Linked DNA regions of Mus musculus: regions 2, 3, 4 and 5 are each linked to region 1. A link is a contact called in public HiChIP or PLAC-seq and promoter capture Hi-C data. All regions are on one chromosome and are shown on one strand. Each heading gives the region's core, a stretch centred on a gene start, on an enhancer-like site or on the middle of the called end of the contact. The rest is flanking DNA. Distances are from core to core; before and after follow the strand shown. Region 1 holds the start of 2410124H12Rik (RIKEN cDNA 2410124H12 gene). Region 2 has its middle 36 kb from the start of Cbr1. Region 3 overlaps Gm30695 (a long non-coding RNA gene). Region 4 holds the start of Cldn14 (claudin 14). Region 5 overlaps Dop1b (DOP1 leucine zipper like protein B).

Region 1 (2,700 bases), core at 61-2,560:
TGAGTCTCCTGCAGCCTTAGAAAACTCATACTGAGACTTAGCTGCCTGGTCACACCTCAGAGCACAGGCTTAAGCCCTCCCAGAATCCCTTTAAGATAGACACCTTCCTCTGCTGATGCAAAGTGACATCGACCCACGACTGCCTAACCGGCTGCCATATTTCACTAGAGTCAGATGAGTTGCTGTTTCCGGCTGACCTGAAGCCAAGATGAAGGTAGCTTTTTATTTCATGTTTTATTTTTTGCCACCTCTGTTTCTTGTCCAGTGTGTCTCTCATCTATGTGGCAGTGACACCTGTATTAGGTACTATTCTTATCGCTGGGACAGAGTAACAGGCAGAAGTAGTTAAGGGAAAGAGTATTTATCCTGGCTGTAGTTTAAGAGAAGGTATAGCACGTGAGGAATGACATGGGTTCCAGCCGGGACCATTCAGCATTGTTACATGACAGAAATCACAGGCTAGAAGCCCACTGTGAGATCTTCAGTTCAGTTCTGCAGGCTCACTTCCTCTAGCTAGACCCCCAGATGTCCCCCAGACTTTTAAAACAGTGCCATGAGCCAGGCATGTATGAACCCTGTAGCGGGCACGTCACACTCAAACCACAATGTCTTTTAAATACAGTCTCCTAGCCTGAAGCTCTGGGTCCCAACCCCCTAATCCCAGAGTTGCCCTCCAATATCCCCTCCCTACATAACAGTCAGAATCCAAAGAACACATCTCTCCCGCCCAGAAAGATTCTAGAATGATGGCATATTCCCAGATACCACCGGGAGCATTCTAGCCTGGGAACCACCTAGATGGCTGAGCAAGGGAGACACTTGTCACACCTCATGTCCCCGGCTCAAGCTCCAGAACTCACACGGAGAAGGAGAAAAAGACGTCTTTTGATCTCCACCTGTGCACCACAGCATGGGGCGGGGGCGGGGGGGGGGGGGAAAGGGGAGAAGGAGGGAGAGGCGGACCACGCACACACGCACACACACAAAACCATGCTTGATTAATTAATTGAAATAAATTTTTAAAATCCACCTGAACACCTAACAGGAGTGTCTGGCTTAGAACAGAGCCTGCCAGATACTCACCTCATGAGCGCATCCATAGCATCACCTCTTGGGGACTCCAGCAGGGCGAGTGGACAGAACCTCGTGGCGGAGCAAGTAGCGCTCTGGACCCCACCATTCTCCAAGCCAATCGACATCCTCTTCATCCAAACTTCCCTTCTCCTTTCAACTCCTTCTCCTTTCCTCCTTCCTTCTCCCAGCTTCTCTGAAGGCATGTGTGCGCACGCCCGATGTTAAAGAAATGAACGGGACGGCGAGCGATAAACCTCGGGTTTTGGAAGTCTGCCGTTCATCACTAGGGGGAGTGTTTGCACAGCTGGTTCATCTCGACCTTGCAATTTGCTGGTACAGGACTCCAGAGAGGAATGAATTCTAGTCTACGTATATTTAAAAGGAGAGAAAAGGCCACAATTCGTGGCTATAAGAATAAAATCATTCTCTTGAAAGATATCCTGATTGATCCCGAAGAGGCACAATTGCAATTTAGAATGGTTAGAACGCCATTCTAATTTCACGTCCTCTGTTCCTTTTTGTTCTGACCCGGGGAGCAAACAAGAGCTGCTGCCACTGTTGCCAGAATCCATCTACACACCTGGGTTTAGACCCAAGCTTATTGGGGAAATGAGGAAATGCAGTAAGTTGAGGGTTGCCCTCTGGCGGGTTGCTCTCCTGTACTGTTTGTGTAGGCATACTATTATCTTTGGAGTTGTGGGTTGCATTTTAGAGCAGTTTGAGGTTGGTTACATTTTAGAGTAGTTTGAGGTTACAGAAAAGCTGAATGGAAGATGCCCTGAGTGTTACTCCAGTTTCCCATCGCTAACATTTTGCAGCAGTGTGGTTCATTTATTAAAACTAATAAGCCAATGTCGATACACAATGATTAACTAAGTCTGCAAATCACGATAAGATTCATTCTTGGTGTTGTGTGTCCTACACACAATGTACATGTATACATATGTCTGCCTACATACAACACATAGAATAGAGTAAAACAAAACAGCAGTAAAAATGCCTGTGCTCTTCCCACAAAGTACACATACTCAGTACACATAACATGGCTGCTCCTGTTAGCAGTGACATGCTAAGGAACACCCTTTCCATTCCAACATTTTTGGGATCCAAAGACTGACAGCTGGCTGGCTCTCTGTGACAGCCAACAGTGACCTCACTCAGCATCTCGTTCCTGGGGCACAGAACTGTCTCTCACTTATATGGGGGTGTCTTATTTAGCAGCAAAGGAGATGCAGGTTAGGGTTAGGGACCTGGTTCTTTTTGGAAGCCCATCAAGGCTCAGCAGCCACACAAAGAGAAGCAGCTTAAAGCTATATAACATATCAAAAGCAAAACAACTAATTCTGGTTAGGAAAATAGCTCAGTGGTTAGGGCTTTCTGTGCAAGCAACGAGGGACTGCGTTTGAGTCTCTAAACCCACATTAAAATAAAGAAAAGCTGAACGAGACAGTACACGTTCGTTTATAATCCCAGTGCTGGAGAACTGGAGACAGACAGGCAAACCCCAGCCCTTCACTGGCCAGACAGCCTAGCCTGGTAAATGTTAGGCAATGAGAGACCGTCTCAAAAACCAAGATGGCAGCTCCTGAACTGCCCCTCCCCATACACACACATTTGTATGCATGT
Region 2 (2,700 bases), core at 102-2,601, 1.2 Mb before region 1:
GTTAAATATCCCCCACCATGTACTTAGGCATGTTCCTGGCTGTTCCTCATGTTCCTTGTAGGCTGTTGGTGTGCTTAGTGGGAACCTGAACCTCGCTTCTTGCGTCCTCAGCCTTAGAAACCTCACAGCTTTCCAGGAACCCAAGATGTATTAGTCAGGCTTCTCTAGAGTCACAGGACTTATGGGATGTCTCTGTAGATTAAAGGAAATTACTGGAGTGACTTACAGTCTGCAGTCCAACTCACCCAACAACGGGCAGCTGTGGATGGGAAGGCCAAGAAGCTGCTCAGTCCTGCGAGGCTTCTGTAGAAGCTGGGATCCTGAAGAAGTAGGTTCCAACAGATGTGCAGACAAGCAAGTGCAAGCAGACAGAGAGGAGTGAGTCTTCCTCCTTCCAGTGTCCTTATGTAGGCCTCCAGCCGAAGGTGTGGACCAGATTAAAGGCATGCACCACCTTGTCTGGGCCTAAGCTTTTCATGGACACCATGCCTCAAGATCTTGATCACAGGTGTGCCCTCCAATTCTGGATTGTAGTTCATTCCAGATATAGTCAAGGTGACAACTGGAAATGGCAATCACAAGAGGTCTCTGTGAGCTGTGCTGAAAGGGACATTGAGCATGAACCAGGAGACACTCTTGGTTAGACAGGGTGGCTAGTGGACGGAAAAGTAGGCTGAATTAGAGGCAAGACTTGCTTTATCTGAATTATATCCTAAATTCTGTCTACTTTTAACTCCCTGTCTCCCCTCCCCATTTTTTCCTGCATGGGGAATCAAAGCCAGGACTTTGTATATTCTAGGCCATTGCTCCAGCACTGAGCCACATCCCTAGCACACCCTCTGCTTCCTCTCCTTCACAGTTATTTACTTATTTGCTCATTCATGTGTGTGTGTGTGTGTGTGCGTGTACACGCATGCATGTGTGTGTAGCTCAGAGAAGAGCTTATGGGAGCTATTTTTTCTTTTTCCCACATGGGTTCTGGGATTAAACGCAGGTTGTCAGGATGGAGACAAGCACCCTTGCCCACTGAGCCACCTCACTGTCCCCTCTTCTTCTTAGTGAACAGATTCTTGTCAAATATTATTTTTCATCAGATGAGCAAAAACACAAATTCCACTTTAAAGCTTCGCTGGCTTTACAGGAGTGTTTCTATGTCGAAACTATTCCTTCAGGAAATGTCTACGAGCTGAGGAGATGACTCAGCAGATAAAGTGCTTGCTATGTAAGTACGAGGACCTTAGTTCAGATTCCCAGCAACCAGGCACTTGTCAGCCAGCCATGGTGCCTTGTGCCAGTGCCAGTGCCAGGAGATCAGGACAGTGTAGCAGAGATGGTAAACTCCAGGGTCACTCAGAAATTCTGGCTGACAAAAAGCTGAAGGGAGGGAGCAGAGAGACAGCTCAGCAGTGAGGAGCATTGGCTGCCCTTCCCCAGGACCAGGGTTTGAATCCCGGGACCCATAACATGGAGCTCACAACTAGCTGAAACGCCAGCTCCAACAGTTTCCAGCACTTCTAGTGTCTGAAAGCATCAGCAGCCATGTGTTTGCACATGCCTATACAAACACACACACATACACACACACACACACACACACACACACACACACACACACACAAATTAAAAATAAAATAAACCTTTAAAAAAGTAAAGAGGAGAAGAGATTGAGGAAGACACCACAGGATAAATCTTTGATCTTCGCAAGCACCCACATGGGCAAGTGCGCCCGAAGACACACATATGTACAGACATACATAATATACAAATGTACACATGCAAGCATGACATACACATGCAAACATGACATACACATGTACACACACCCATACACACATGCACAATACAAGCATATGCACACACTTGCACATATAACATGCATATACACATAGGCACACATACATGCACACATGAACATATGTGCACATGGACACATGACACACCCAAGTACACAGGAATGCAGAGTTTACATAGATGTGACAAGTCCTTTGGTTAGTTTAGTAGACAGAGAGGCATTTAGTAAGTACTTAATGTGTCTCAGTGTTGTAGAGACTCAAGAGGGGGAAACACTTGGGGAATTTGAGAGTCAAGCTTGAAAGGTGCCTCTGCTCACACCAGCCCTGTGCTCACACCAGCCTTGTGCTCACACCAGCCCTGTGCTCACACCAGCCCTGTGCCTGTGGATGTGTGTTCTGGAGCTAGTCCATCTCTACCATGCAGTCATGTGGGATGGCACTGGGCTATTTCAGGCTAGACCGTCCTCTAGCAGAACCTGTCAGGACAAATCAGGGTCCAGGTCAGGGATGGTGGGCTAGACAAGACTGAAAACTCTTTCCATTTTTCAAGAATAAAAAAAACTTTGCATTTTTTTTTCTTTGGATAAAATCAGATTTTATATTGTGCAGCAAGAGTGTGAGGCCATATCAGCTGTAGTAGCTGTTTTTTCGGTTTTTTTGTTTGTTTTGTTTTGTTTTGTTTTTGTTTTTGTTTTTTGAGGTGTTCAGGATGACCGAGACACCCTCATTCATATTTACACTAAACTCTGTGATTTCTCTAAAGGTTTGGAGAATTCAGCTTTGAATCCATGTGGTCTTGGAGTTTTGCCTTGTTGGAGGATTTTGTGAAAAATTACTTCCTTATCTTGTTGATGGTTTAAGCTCTTTAAATCATTTTGCTTTAATGTTGGCATGTCGTGGGTGTTAA
Region 3 (2,700 bases), core at 115-2,614, 1.0 Mb before region 1:
AGATGTAGGTACAGACAGTGATTTTCTGTCTGTACTGAGGTGGAGACTAATAGTTTAGGGATCATGCAAGAATCAAATAGGAGTGCCTTAAATTCTACAGCACCAGCATAGCAGAGGAAACCCTAACCGAAGAAACAGCCTGCAGGGTAGGAGAACAAGATTTCCAGCTATCCATCTAACTGGAGATAAATAACCAGAATATTTAAAAACCCCTAAGATCCCAAAGCACAAACAATCCAATTAACAAATAGGAAAAAGAACTGAGCAGACACTTTCCAAGGAAGATAGATAACTCAGCAAATGTGCAGAAAAAATGCAAATCAAGCCATGTCCATGCTTTGATGGTAGCGGTTCATAGGACTCTTCCCTATTGTCCAGAGAAGCTCTTAAAATATTTAAGTGGATGAGTGTTTAGAATTATAGGATGATTATATTAGTTGGGAAAAGTGTCAATAGTAGGATTTCCTCTACGTCCCCAGCCTCACCAATTATGGGTAGTTGGCTCTACAGTACCAGGCATAGATTCCCTCCTGTTGAGTAGGCTCTAAACCAGCAGTCATGCTAACTCGGATGGGGGAATATCCTGAGGCCTCCACCCCTAGATGAAGAGATACAGACATTTAACAGCTGCTGGGAGAGGGAGAATTAGTCTTCCCCAGGGATGCCCCCCCCCCCAAAACTGGCTATTTAGTCCGGAATGGTCAACCTTAAAAACATGTATATGTGAGCAATATTAAATAGACTCAGAAAGTTGGGTATGTATGTATGTATGTATGTATGTATGTATGTATGTATGTATGTCAGAATAATAAAAAAATGATGAATTTGGGGGCAGGGACAACAACATAGGAGTTGGAGAGAGGAGAGGAAGGGAGGAGTAATAGAAATGCCGTATACAGACTCTCAGCGCCTTTCTTTAAGTGGTTGGCATTGAATTAAAAGGGAGCTAATTGGACTTTAAATGTTTGTTTGAAATGAGAACGAATTCACTTCTAGATGTAATCTTTTGATGTGGATGAGAACTAACCCTAATGTTTCAAATGGAGCGAAACATGAGTTTCCTAAGCTCTAGGCAGCCTCCAGTTTGGGTGTTTTCTGACAGACATTTTGGACCTCTGTGCACATCAGCCTTTTAATATTCTTGACTGCCTTGGCATTCACAAGAGTATGGAAGTCACAGCTGAGAAAAGGCACAGAGGAGAAACAGAGACTCTTTCTGTCTCTTCTTGTCCCTCTGGTTTGTGTCTAGAATGTTAGCACTCATATTTTTCTGAGTTCTTTGGTGTGTCTAACTGCCCCCAAGACAGTTTCGTAGTGGTCCTGGCACCAGCCCTGTCCTGGGCCTCAGGCACACTCAGGGGGTTGGTCTGTAAGGCTGTCTAGTCATCTCCAGAGAATGTTGTTCCCCAGGCCTCAGCCCTCAGCTCTGGGATGTCTGCTGCAGGTTTTCTGCAACTCGATCCCTTCTGAGTTCCACATCCTGATTCCCAACCTCCCCTAAAACTTCACCACATTCATGAGAGAGAGAAAAAAGAGCAAAGTATTTGTTTAGATTATTTAAGAGCAAATGTGGGGGTATCGGTACTGAGTGGGGATCCCCAGAAGAATACAGACAAGATGGCACATTCAGTGCCTGCTCATCTCTGGGAGGCATTACGTCCCAACAAGCAGTTCAGCTGTTGGGTAAAAGGGAGAACTGACAATTGGGTGGGTAAACAATTAAACATACCCAGCAGTGGGCAGCTATCCCCACCCCTAGCATGCTTTGTACATTTCTGGCTTGCAGAAATGTATATTGTGTGTGTGTGTGTGTGTGTGTGTGTGTGTGTGTGTGTGTGTGTGTGTGAGGGGATAGGGGTTGTTTATCTCACTCAAGGCCCTTCTAGGAGTCAGGAATGGCAAGTTGGCTTGAATGGAGGGCTCAGCAGATGATGACATAGCCTTGCCACCTCTCAGATCCAGGCTGGGCTCAGAAACAGGTGACATGAGATGACCCCACCCAGCTGGGAGATGACATAGAATGAGGAGGCAGTATGGCTCATGGAGAATGAATGTGAGTTATTGAGAGCTAAGTTAGACAGTGCTTCCCTCATGTCATGGAATACAACATTGCTCTTTTGAGGAAATGATTTAATAAAAACAATTGGATTATTGCTGTATTATACCTGACTATGTTTTTCATTCTTTTGGCTGTTGAATTCCAAGATCAATCACTATTTGTTTAAAACAGATGGTTTTGGGCTCTCAGAGATCCTACCCACACATTATAAAAGGTTTTATTATAGAGTTTGAAGTTCTGAGTCCAAGTTTTCCAGAAGGATGTGCACGGTACCTAAAGGAGCAAGGGTAGGAAATCAACAAGATGCAAGGATGAGGTACAGCTGTTAAATATTTGGAAGCTTTATCAGTGCAGATGATACAGGACAAGGTAATTGAGAAAACTGTACAACAGCCTAAAATCAGAAGGCATGCTGCATGGGGGCAGAGATGTACATGGAAACTATAAGGTTATTGAAGAGAATCACGGTGTTGGAGTGGTACACCACACGGGCTCTTATGGCTACAGGCTGTGACTGTGAGACAAGATTATATTGCTAGGGACACTGTGAATTCACGACATGGAGAAACCAAGCTGGGAAAAGCCATGACTGAGCTAGAAGCTCCCTCCATGCTGGCTAGTGTTCACAAGATCAGAAGGTA
Region 4 (2,700 bases), core at 150-2,649, 1.5 Mb before region 1:
GCAAGCCAGGGGAAGCAAGCCAGTAAGAAACATCCCTCCATGGCCTCTGCATCAGCTCCTACTGCCTAACCTGCTTGAGTTCCAGTCCTGACTTCCTTGGTGATGAACAGCAACATGGAAGTGTAAGCCGAATAAACCCTTTCCTCCCCAACTTGCTTCTTGGTCATGATGTTTGTGCAGGAATAGAAACCCTTACTAAGACAAGGTCACTGCCAGAAGTTCACAGTCACGACCTTAAGCCCTAACGTGGCCCATTCTCCCAGGTTCTCCATTTGGCTCTTGGCCACAGGAAGAGCAGATGGGAGGAGGGTGTTTCCATTCATAACAGAGGGCACAGTATGCCTAGAACACCTTCCTCATGAGCATGGGTACGGACACCTAGCTACTGTCAACTCAATGCTTTTGGATCTCTTCTTTCATATTTATATATAAAATATGTGGCAAAACCTTGCCACACCGAGGACCAGCCGTCTCCACACGCCAAGCCTTGGTTCTCAGGGTGGCACCACCAGGAGCTGATAGGCAGGGCTTGATGAGAGGGGTTTTGTTGAGAGACATTCTCATGAAGAAGATTGTGAGACCCCTTTCCTTTCTGCACAACCATGCCCAGGGCCACCTGCCAACATAGTTTTCTACAGCGTCCCCTCTGAAGTTCCCGTGACTGCAGAGTGCCATGGGACACCTTGGTTCAGTGGCATAGAGGGCAAATGAAATCAACAGAAAGACAACTCAGTGGTTCTCAGCACACCCTGGCATCCCAAAAATCACACTCCAGACACCTGACGGACCTGCAGGCATTCCCGGCCAGGACAGGTCCCTGTGCCACTTTGAGGTCTCCAGGCCGCCATCTCCTACCTACTGAGAAGACTGTCTTCTCCTTTTGACTCTTATCTTCGACTCCTGTTACACCATCCCTCATTCAGTGCTACGACCCTTGACCTACTCAGCGTCATTTCCTACCTACAGACTGCAACAGAGTCATCCCTCAGCCATTATAGCAAAAATGGCCTGAAAGAGAAGTCGCTCCTTTCCCAGAATTCCCTCACAGCCCTCATCAGGATTGGGAAAGCAAATTGCTCAACAAGGAAAAAGTCCACAGCCACATGGGGCCAACCATCAGGTGGACGGCTCGGGGGATGCGTCCCTGTGGCCAGCAGCTGCGGCAAAGGAGTCTGGTGACCAATAGTCAACAGAGCCAGAGCAGGGAGGTCAGAAAAGGCTGACACAGAGCAGTGGGTAGGAGAGATGAGGTTTCACCTACCAGCCACAGGGACCCATTAGACGGCCGTGTGTAGATATCTCTGGCATTCTTGTTCCAAACGCAGATAGGACATTTCCGGTTGGTCTTGAAAGTTTGCCTCAGCAGGGCCACCTTGTAGGGCGCACTGGCTGGTTAATCTTCTAACCAGAGGGCATGTGTGCCCACGCAGGCCCGACTCAGAGACCGTAATTGACCAGACAACTCTCTCTCAAACACACTGGCCTTAGAGCTTCCATTCGGCGAATGAGGCAAAGCCAGAAGACTGTGGTGTCCTTGCTGTGTCTCCGTGGTCTACCTGAGAGCATCAAGGTGGATGGGACTGGAGCTGTTCTGTATGTGAGTGGAGTGGCTGCAGCCGGCAGGCATTTATCTCCAAAGCTGGGCCCTGCCTGTCAGGTGTGTGGGTGGTTGAGTTGAAAGGCAGGTCGGTGGCCTGGCGAAAGTGAACGTTCTCCAAGGGTCCTCGGTCCTGGGTGTGGAGGGGACCCTAAGACGTTGGGGGTAAAGGGCACCCAAGCTGCTGAGGACCTAGGGAGGGCAGGGATGTGGTCCTACAGTATCCGGGCAAAGCTCCCTCTTCGCTTTCTGGGTCTCAATTGAGAGCAAACATGAATGGAGATGCTTGGAGACTGTTTGTCACCTGGGGAGGTGCCATCATTGTCTCTGGCCGCTCTGACTCCTTGTGGGGAACCAGCGTGGTTCAGCACTGTTCATAACTTCTGCCTTGAGAGCATCCTCTTCCTCATGAGAACCTCAACCTAAGCCCCTGAGCCCCAAGCTCAACACAGCCACTTGGGAGGAGGGAATAAGAAGGAGATACGAGAGCTTGATTCCTCTATCTATCTATCCATCCACCCATCATCTCTCTCTCTCTCTCTCTCTGTGTGTGTGTGTGTGTGTGTGTGTGTGTGTGTGTATGATCATGTGTTTGAGTATTTCCCACCTTACTGTTTGAGACAGGCTCTCTCCTTAGCCTAGAGATCACCGGTTAGTGAGCTAGCTGACTAGAGAGTCCAGGGACCCAGCACCTCTCCAGTGCTGGGATTTTAAGCTCTGGCCACCATGCCTGCCTTTTGATGTGAGTTCTGGGCATCAAACTTGGGGCCCTTGAGTTTACACAGCAAACACTTTACTAACTGGGCCATCTCTCCAGTCTTTTGGCTGTCTTTTTTTTTTTTAAGATTTATTTTATGTATATGACTACACTGTCGCTGTACAGATGGTTGTGAGCCATCATGTGATTGCTGGGACCTCTGCTTGCTCCAGCCCCACTCGCTTTGGCCCAAAGATTTAGTTATTGTTATATGTAAATACACTGTAGCTGTCTTCAGACACACCAGAAGAGGGCGTCAGATCTCATTACGGATGGTTGTGAGCCACCATGTGGTTGATGGGATTTGAACTCAGGACCTCTGGAAGAGCAGTCGGTGATCTTACCT
Region 5 (2,700 bases), core at 46-2,545, 1.3 Mb before region 1:
TTCTTTGAGGTTGTACTATGGAGAAGAAATGAGAAATTGTTAAATAAAATAATGGGGGGTAAAGGTGGTGACCTGAGTTTGTCCCAGAACCAACTTAGAAGAAAAGAACAGCATCCCATCTTGTCCTTGAAAACACACATGCATGCACACACACACGCGCATACACACAATGGTAAGTATTAGAAGAATATTTAAAAAACAAGAAATTGGTTTTGAGAATTTGAAAGAACATAAGGCCATGAAGGTTGCAGCCTGACACGTAAACACAGAACACAGCGATCGACTCGCTGTGTTTGACTGACTGGGCTCCCGAAAGCACGGGCATTTTGGGTGCTGCTTTATGTTATAAAGTCACTACTGAAAAATGGTTTTAGGTGTTTTAGAGTTACTCTAAAGCTGATTCTGGTTTTGTTTATTTCTATTTTGCAAAACTAACAGAGTTAACTAACTGGCTGGCACCTCTGAGAAGGCCTGGGTTGCTGTGTGGATTTATTTACACAGGGTATCAATTAGCACAGAGCTCACCCGTGTATACTATGTATGTAAGGCCATCCAGATGGACCCTCGGGTTCATAGATGCTAGCAGGAGACATGTGGGGTTAAAGCCAAAGGATGGAAGCAGGTACACTCCTGCTGATGACAGTCCCCAGCCTTCTGAGGGGGTTGATTATCTTTCAACTGCCTTGGCAACAGAGACATTTATTACAAAATCTGCCAATAAGATTCCAGCATACCTGATGGTGAACTTGACAGATTCACTTTCATATTGCTTGACCAGATCGTCCAAATTTTTGCAAATCTGGATAACAAAGGGTGTCACTGTCCAGCCCAGAGACTTTCCAAAGTATGGCAAGGAATGCGTGACCAGGCTCACCCAGGCGGGGTGCATGCCGTAGCCATAGGCGGGCTGCAGCCCTCTCACCACAGCTGAGACCAGAAGGCCCTGGGAGGTGAGGGGGTGGGGCTGCACGTACTGCATGGCACCGATGGCCTGCTGGAAGTTGAGAGCCCTCTGCCACTCTCGGGATAGGGCCGGCTGAGTCTCCGCCTCCTCCTGGCCCTGGCCCAGGTGGTGCTCCAGGACGATGAGGGCCTGCAGCAGCTTGAGCAGCTCGATCTGCAGTGGGTGCTCGCTCCAGATCTGGTCCTGCCCCAGATTGATGAGGCTCTCCTCAAAGAGGCTGTCCTCCGCGAGGAGCCTGCCGCCCCGGTCGGCGGTGGCCAGGCCGTAGCGCTTCTGGCTGGTGTACATGGACGCGGACAGCGAGAGCAGGACGAACTCCTGGACCTTGCACCTCTGCAGCAGGCTGTGGATGAACTCCGTGTTCTTCCCTTCCGCCGACTTGGCCATGGAGACCAGCTGTGCTGTAATCCTAATGAGGACCTCCACGCTCTTGACCTGCACGTCGCGGTTGCCAAGGATGTCCCTGTGGCAGACCTTCAGGTAGCAGGGGTAGTAGGAGCGGAGGAAGCTCAGGCAGAGGTAGGTAAGGAGTTCAATGAGCAGGGAGTGGGGGCAGACATTGGGGGCCTGGGTCTGCAGCTTGCCATAAAAGCTCTGGCCGATGAGGGCCTCCTGGTGGCGTGCCAGGAGGTTGGAGATGAGGTTGAGGTGCGCGGTGGAGCTGGTGTCTATGCCCGTCCTGGACACAGCCTCAATGAACTCCTTGGGATTGGTCTTAAGCACGGCCTCCAGTACGGAGAAGGCATACAGGACCCTCTGGGAGTCGTAGGGCTGCAGGTAGAGCAAGATGTGTTTGAACAAGGCCTCGACTGTCTCCTGCTTCTCCCTCTGCTGCTTCAACAGCCTCGATGTGGTGATGGCTTGGAGCTCCACGTCAGCCTCCTCGTCACTGGAAAACGACTCGGAAGCCTGTGTCTTGTCTGAGTCTGCTCGCACCAGGCTTAACCTGGCATTGGACCTGGGGCTTTCTGGCTGGAAGGCTGCCAGCAAGGCCGCTCGCTTGGAGTATGCCCTGCCCCCGATGGGGATCGGAGCACAGCAGTTTTCCTCGTGGCTCAGGTCCTGCAGATCGTGGGAGGGAGATGAGAAAGTGGATGTGTTCTCACTGTCAGTGTGGCCAGAGCTCGTGTCTGCAGACTCTGTGTGCTCACTGCTATCCCCGCCACCAGAGGTCATCCTGTCTGGAAGGTCCACATAGTAGGGCAGGTCTTCCTCACTTAGATCACTTCTTGGTGGGCATTTCTCTGGTTCCTTCTCTACTTCAGCCCAGATGGCTTCTCGATCCACGGTGGTGAACTGTCCTCGAGGCAGGCGTTCCTCAGGGGCACCCTCCTGCGGCTCAGATTCACCACACGCCTCTTTGCACGTGGGCTTCTTCCTGTTAAACCAACGGTGTAAATCCTCTGGAAATCACAAAATGACAAAGGACTTTAAACCAGAATTGCTAGAGATGACAAATTAGCTCTGAGGTGATCGTTGGCTTAAAGGAGACAATGCCCACTGGAACTGTATCAAGTCATGGGCAAAACAGAGACAGAGCATTGTAAAATTGTCCTTTAGCTGGAAGAGGTATCTCAGTTGGGAGAGTGTCAAGTTAGAGTATGGAAGGCCCTGGGTTTGATCCCCAGCACCGCATAAGCTTGGGGTTGGTGCACTGGGCACCCGGCTCTTAGCAATATCCAGGGATTGTGAGCATTAGTTACACTTTGGAAAAACATAAGTGATTTTTTCCCTAG

The links. Promoter capture Hi-C pulls out the DNA fragments that hold promoters and counts their contacts. HiChIP or PLAC-seq counts read pairs in DNA pulled down with a chosen protein or histone mark.
Region 2: a promoter capture Hi-C map of the C10 cell line shows a contact between it and region 1, with 6 times the contacts expected there. The contact joins the enhancer-like site here to the promoter of 2410124H12Rik in region 1. A contact is called at or near these places in 8 of 39 promoter capture datasets (the 3T3-L1 cell line, the C10 cell line, embryonic stem cells and 4 more), 1 of 484 Hi-C or Micro-C datasets (bone marrow-derived macrophages), 2 of 115 datasets of contacts at active chromatin or transcription factors (differentiating embryonic stem cells and stem cell-derived neural progenitor cells) and 1 of 9 other capture datasets (liver).
Region 3: a contact with region 1 is called in an H3K27ac HiChIP or PLAC-seq map of embryonic fibroblasts, with 43 times the contacts expected there. The contact joins the enhancer-like site here to the promoter of 2410124H12Rik in region 1. A contact is called at or near these places in 17 of 39 promoter capture datasets (3T3-L1-derived adipocytes, the C10 cell line, the HPC-7 cell line and 11 more), 2 of 15 datasets of contacts at CTCF or cohesin (the NIH/3T3 cell line and large pre-B cells), 1 of 484 Hi-C or Micro-C datasets (bone marrow-derived macrophages), 3 of 115 datasets of contacts at active chromatin or transcription factors (embryonic fibroblasts, embryonic stem cells and stem cell-derived neural progenitor cells) and 2 of 9 other capture datasets (adipose tissue and macrophages).
Region 4: a promoter capture Hi-C map of liver shows a contact between it and region 1, with 2.4 times the contacts expected there. The contact joins the promoter of Cldn14 here to the promoter of 2410124H12Rik in region 1. A contact is called at or near these places in 2 of 39 promoter capture datasets (both in liver).
Region 5: a contact with region 1 is called in a promoter capture Hi-C map of liver, with 4 times the contacts expected there. The contact joins the enhancer-like site here to the promoter of 2410124H12Rik in region 1. A contact is called at or near these places in 3 of 39 promoter capture datasets (liver and stem cell-derived epiblast-like cells).

Annotation. Positions count from the first base shown.
Region 1 is chr16:92,477,352-92,480,051 of GRCm38.p6, reverse strand. It overlaps 2410124H12Rik (RIKEN cDNA 2410124H12 gene), which reads right to left and starts at 1,310. Exons shown (of 3, transcript NR_165041.1): 1 at 1,084-1,310.
Region 2 is chr16:93,642,757-93,645,456 of GRCm38.p6, reverse strand. No RefSeq gene overlaps it. Among named protein-coding and RNA genes, the nearest start is that of Cbr1, 36 kb to the right of the region's middle. Within about 2 kb of position 1,351, at least 8 of the 459 cell types and tissues checked have an H3K27ac peak or open chromatin away from gene starts, as enhancers often do.
Region 3 is chr16:93,519,370-93,522,069 of GRCm38.p6, reverse strand. The region is part of intron 2 of Gm30695 (a long non-coding RNA gene); the gene reads left to right. Among named protein-coding and RNA genes, the nearest start is that of Gm30695, 11 kb to the left of the region's middle. Within about 2 kb of position 1,364, at least 19 of the 459 cell types and tissues checked have an H3K27ac peak or open chromatin away from gene starts, as enhancers often do. A contact at or near this core is called in embryonic fibroblasts, where this site is marked.
Region 4 is chr16:93,928,266-93,930,965 of GRCm38.p6, reverse strand. Cldn14 (claudin 14) reads left to right here and starts at 1,399. Exons shown (of 2, transcript NM_001165925.1): 1 at 1,399-1,657. Gm31012 (a long non-coding RNA gene) reads right to left here and starts at 1,624. Exons shown (of 2, transcript XR_385072.3): 1 at 1,262-1,624.
Region 5 is chr16:93,769,061-93,771,760 of GRCm38.p6, reverse strand. It overlaps Dop1b (DOP1 leucine zipper like protein B), which reads right to left. Exons shown (of 37, transcript NM_027293.1): 19 at 735-2,367; 20 at 1-15. Among named protein-coding and RNA genes, the nearest start is that of 2310043M15Rik, 24 kb to the left of the region's middle. Within about 2 kb of position 1,295, at least 12 of the 459 cell types and tissues checked have an H3K27ac peak or open chromatin away from gene starts, as enhancers often do. A contact at or near this core is called in liver, where this site is marked.